Linked DNA regions of Mus musculus: region 1 is linked to region 2. A link is a contact called in public promoter capture Hi-C data. All regions are on one chromosome and are shown on one strand. Each heading gives the region's core, a stretch centred on a gene start, on an enhancer-like site or on the middle of the called end of the contact. The rest is flanking DNA. Distances are from core to core; before and after follow the strand shown.

The links. Capture Hi-C pulls out chosen DNA fragments and counts their contacts.
Region 1: a promoter capture Hi-C map of liver shows a contact between it and region 2. The contact joins the promoter of Dcaf15 here to the promoter of Tecr in region 2.

The regions. Positions count from the first base shown.
Region 1 is chr8:84,103,539-84,106,305 of GRCm38.p6, reverse strand. It overlaps Dcaf15 (DDB1 and CUL4 associated factor 15), which reads left to right and starts at 1,509. Exons shown (of 13, transcript NM_001357322.1): 1 at 1,509-1,689. The coding sequence starts at 1,558.
Region 2 is chr8:83,592,984-83,595,825 of GRCm38.p6, reverse strand. It overlaps Tecr (trans-2,3-enoyl-CoA reductase), which reads left to right and starts at 1,335. Exons shown (of 13, transcript NM_134118.5): 1 at 1,335-1,486. The coding sequence starts at 1,472. All of the region lies in intron 2 of D830024N08Rik (a long non-coding RNA gene), which reads right to left.

The sequences.
Region 1 (2,767 bases), core at 260-2,759, 510 kb before region 2:
AACCAACCAACCAACCAAACAAACAACTCATCCCTAAATTAAGGTGGAGAGTGAGAAGACCATTTTTGACCTCTTGTCTTTTCATACACTTTCATGGGCAAAATCTCATCTGTACACTGTGCGCGCGCACACACATACACACAAACACACACACACACACACACACACACACACACACACACACACACACACACACTGCCTCCTTGCTCTTCCTTTCCCTCCTGCTCTGGGTCCACTAGTCTATGATTCAGCTGAGGCTGGGTCTGCACATGCATGGTCATATTTTCTCCTCATGCTGGGGGGAGGGGGGCTGCTAGTGAGCCCTCCAGTCTTTGCATAAAGAAGAGATCACCTAGTAAGTCTCTCAGCAGTGTCCCCATCACTAATCCATACATCATGGCAGGTTAGTCTTGAACCTCTCCAGAAACCTTTGTCTTTGCTGGAATATTCCTCCTCCCCCGCTTCACAAAGCTACTTTGCATCCAACTGCCTTTCTACCCATACCTGGAATTCAAGGACAGGTACTCATTTCCTTGTTTATGACCTGTCCTGTTAGCTGGGTTCTCAATAAACCGAATGTGGCTGTAAAAAGAGCAGCCAGCAGTCTGGGTACACAAGTGCCATGTCTTCAGGGGAGTTCACTTTATGCCTGTTCCACGTGTAAAATAAAGGACCATTGCAGAGATTGAGTGAATGTAGGCAAAACTGGTGCATGAAGCTGTCATGTCCCGTAATATTTATTACCATTATTAATTAGTATGATAGGCTTAACAGGCCTTCCACAGGAGGTGCAAACTCAGAACCACGCCTGACCCATGGAAATTAATTTTTTTAAAAACAGCATGATATCTGTCTGATGCTATCATCGTCATCGTCGTCCGGAAGATGCTTTGTTTTGTTTCTTTGTTTGTTTTTCTGAGACAAGAGTCTCTCTGTGTAGCCCTGGCTATCCTAGAACTCACTCAGGCTGGCCTCAAACTCAAAGAGATCCACTTGCCTCTGCCTCGTAAGTGCTGGAAAGGCGTGAACCATCACGCCCGGCCTGGAAGATGTTTTAAAACGAGCCATTTTTTTCCCCACCGCCTTTTCCTGGTCTCCTCCCTAGCTGCCCAGGGATGCTCCTCAGGCCTCGGCCCTCCCAGCCTGAGCCAGAGCCAGGGCTGGAGATTCTGGCCCTTATGGACCACAGGTTCCCATAGCCCCGCCCACAGGCCGCTGGACGGCCAGTGGTTTCCACGGAAACCCACTCAGGGGCGTGACAATGTCAAGCCTGACAGAAATCTTCGCCTATTCAGTTGAAGTTTTTTGGCCGAGGAGCGCCAAAGTGGTTTCTGAGTGGTTTATCTTTAATGAAGGGCGGGAATAAGGCGGGAGCTGTTACCATCTTTACCAACCAAAAACCAAGATAGCTTTGATGGACAAGCGTAGCGGGAAGCGACAAGGAATGCCGGCTGTCACCCAACCGGCCGGCCGCAGTAAGGAGAAAAGGCCAATCAGAAAGTGCCAGGGGCGGGGCTAAGGGACCGGTTGCTCCGGAAGTGGAGGGAGGGGGTGAAAATGGCGCCCAGCTCGAAATCGGAGCGGAACAGCGGGGCCGGGAGCGCCGGCGGAGGCCCTGGGGGGACCGGGGGGAAGCGGGCGGTGGGGCGGCGGCGGGAACACGTTCTCAAGCAGCTGGAGCGAGTCAAGGTGAGGCCTGGCGTCTGAGGCGAGCGCGCCCGGTTGTGAGGAGGAGGGGACGCGGGAGGCGGCGGAGGGAGGGCGGCGCGGCGAGGTGGGGGGCGGGGCCGGGAGGGGGCTGGGCGGGCCGGGCGGTGGGGATGGGGATGGGTTTGGCGGTGTGGAGGCTGGTGCTGAGGCGCGGGCTGGGCTGGCGAAGGTTGGTGACTTGTGTGCAGCCAGTGAGGCGGGTCACCTGCAGGGGGCCTTGAATGAAGGCTGCTAGGCGAGATCAGTGAAGAAGGAAGGGGCTTGGGTGGCGGAGGCCGGGGAGAATCATGGAGGAAAGACCGGGGATGGAGGCTGATGGGCGGGTTACTGTAGAAGCTGTCCGAGGAATCTGGAGGAAGGGGAGACCTTGGTTTAGACCGATTTTTCAAAGCACTGCCCCTTGTTGGAGCTACCCCCCCAAACCCCTGAAGAGCCCCTGCTACCGACAATGGGCAGCCTCTGTTGGATGCTCCCTGTCTGTCCAAGCTCTGACCATCTCTATATCTAGTGCTTGTACCTAGGTCTGCCTCACTCATTGAATGGAGGAATGTTTCCAGAGTAGGGCCAGGTCTTCTCAAAGTGGAAGCCACTTAGGGCTCTGTCTCCCTTGTCAGAGGACACCTGAAAGGACAGGGATGTGAATAATGTTAGGTGGGCAGCTGTGGAGCAAGATTGTCTATGTGCACAGGAAGTTGGGAACTGGGTAAGGGCGAACTGTGCTTTTTCCTGGTGCTCCCTAAGCAAGGCTGTGGCTCTGCCCTTAGCCTAGACACTCCCTGGGCAAGGGTTATATCCTCTCAGGAAGGCTTGTCTGACAAAGCCATTCCCTTCATGGGTCGAGATGAACTAGGGGCAAGGTGCCAGGCCTTCTTTCCCACTAGATGGCTATCTTTTGAAGGCGGGCCAGAATAGCTCCCCAGTGGTCAGCTTTATGCCTGTTTCCTCAGATCCTTCCTTGGTGATGTTTTAGGGTGTGACAGTTGATTGGCAGTTAATTAAGAAAGGGGTTTTCTTAATAATGGATTGGAGCATTGGGAATACTGGGAGCTTTTGGTTC
Region 2 (2,842 bases), core at 86-2,585:
TAAAGAATGATGAATACTTTGAGATATATGTTAGCCATTTGTATTTCTTCTACTGAAAACGTCTGTTCTGATCCACAGCCCCTCCCCCCTTTTTCTGGCAAGAAAGTCTACAATTTTATTGGGCCTGTTATATAATATTATTAAACTAACCCTAAATGCCATGTCTGAACATTTATTCCTGCAGTATATACATATATATATTCAGGCTGCAGACTACAGCAAGCAGAATCTGGCTGCACTAGGCTTTTAACATTTTATATTTACTTATGAGAGTGTGTGTATATGTGTGCTTGCACATGTGCCATGGTGTCTCTGTTCCGGCCTTACATTATGTGGGTCCCTGGGATTGAATTGAGCCCATTAGGTAGGATACCAAATGCCTTCATTTGTAATGTCTTTTTTTTTTTAAGATTTATTTATTCTATATATATGAGTACACACTGTAGTTGTACAGATGGTTGTGAACCTTAATGTGATTGTTGGGAATTGAATTTAGGACCTCTACACCTCTGCTTGCTCTGGCCAACCCCACTTGCTCCGGTCCAAAGATTTATTTATTAAAATAAGTTCACTGTAGCTGTCTTCAAACGCACCAGAAGAGGGCATCAGATCTCATTATGGGTGGTTGTGAGCCACCATGTGGTTGTTGGGATTTGAACTCAGTACCTTTGGAAGAGTAGTTGGTGCTCTTACCCACTGAGCCATCTCACCAGCCCCTGTAATGTCGTCTTTCTCTGCACTGTTCTCTGATGTCCTGTATTTTTAGACTGGCAGCACCTGTCATTTTTTTCCTGTATATTTCAAGGGCTCAGTAGCTACATGTGGCCAGTAGTAACCAAACTGTACACGATAACGCAGGCAGAGACAAAGGTGGTTTTGCTTCTAGGGCCAGCTCAACTGACAGGAGCTGTTTTAGGAGGGGCACCTGTAGAATGCGGTGCAGGTTTTCTTTTCCTTTCTCCATTCGTGATATCTGGAGTCCTTTCAAGGGTCCTGGTGATGGATGATAATCTGAGGTCTCATCTCTTAGATGAGCTTCTCTACATCTACGAATTCACCCCAAGCCTGGCTCTCCGGGCCACGCAGCTCTTTGTTCTCGTTTTGCCGCATTGACCCCTCAGCCTGACGTCGCTGGATTTCCACCGCAACACTGCAATGGGCGGAGCCAGAGGGCGCGCGGCGCCCAGGCTTCCTTTTGATTGGTGGGTGGCCGGGTTTTAATCTTGCTTGCCAAAGTGGGGGGGAGGGGGTCCGCTGCGCTCCTTGGATCGAGAAATCTGATTGGTCAGTTGTGTGGCGCGAGCAGTGGGTGCACCCCACGCTGATTGGCAGGAGGGACGCACGCATAGAGGGGGGCGGAGCCGGAGTCCGGGAGTGCTGCTCCCCGAGTGTGTGTGGAGCTGGGTGGTGTTTGGTGCGGTACGGCGGCCACTCAGTTGCAGCAGAGCAGGTGCCATCCTGTGGAAGAACCATGAAGCACTACGAGGTAAGCAGCGCGGGGCCCTGGGCCATGATTACCGCAGACCGCAAGTGTCCTGCAGGGCCTCGGAACCTTTTTTTATGGTCTGACTCTCCGCCATGGCGCAGGCGCAGTGTAGTCTCATTGCGCATGTGCAGGGGGGTATTTATAAACCTGCCACCCAGGTTGTTTGGGGATGCCTTTTCTTAGGGTCTTGCAGGGCCTAGGAGAAGCTTGCAGCTTCCTTGCAGCATCCTTGATGGCCTGAGTGGCAGGTGTTCAGGAGGAGTGCGGTGCGGAGCACTTGGTTTTGGTACGAACGATTCTCTTGCACAATCCTTGCACGTTGTCAGCGCCTCGGGCTCAGGAGGGGCTCTGCAGCCAGCCTGCCTCTTCCGACCTTCGCACCCACCTCGCCAAGATGCCTGGGCGGCGAGGGAGTTGGTTCCAGGGTCACGCCAGCCCGTGACCGCCAGGGAAGAAATCTGAATGCGCAAGACCATTCTGGAAGCTCATGTCTTCTGACTGTATCTTGGGTCACCTTTCCTCTTAAAACCAAATCTTCTAATGCTCTTCTCGACCTGATGATACTAATTTCGTTGTTGCTGACTTTTAAGTAATCATCATAAAACAGTAACTCACTGCTCACATTCATAGTAAGAATACATTAGTCAGGGCTAACTACCGTATTACTGAGGTTTTGTTATGTCCTCAGACTCATAGTCCTCTGCGGAGGGATTTGTAGTTTGTTACTATGTAGGTGAAAGTCAGAGATGTCCAGTGAGTTGTTGGAAGGTCCCTGCTAGTAATTGCAGAACAGAAAGGAAATGCAGATTTCTTTTCAAAGGCATAGTTTCTAACCACTAGCAGTGCGGTTCCGGGTAAATGAAAGCTGCCAAGCTGAGAGTTGTGTGTATTTCTCCCCTCAGATCTTAAATTTGTGATGAATTTAGTCAACCTCAGCCTAGCCTTAGGTTAGGGTTTTTTTTGTTTTTTTTTTTTTTCCCCTTCCCTGCCTGCTCCCTCAGTTTGTAGTGCTAGGCTTAGAACTCAGGGCTTTTCTCCTGCTAGGCAAGTACTCTAAACTCTCTTTGATCTTGTAAAACTGAAGCTGTACAGCAGTGTACAGTATCTCCCCATTCCCTCCTCCCCCAGCCCCTGGCAACCACCACTTGTCTCTGGAAATTGGCATACTTCAGGAACCTCCAATACATAGGAAATAATCCTATTTTTTTTTATCACAAGTTGAATACTAATATTGCTATTCATCTTCTGTATCATGATTATTGTTGGTAGTTTTCCCAGGGCCTGTGAAATGAATCTTGAAATCCCCAGTCTTTTTTCTTTTTTTTTTTTTAACATGATGCCAGAGGACCAGAGATG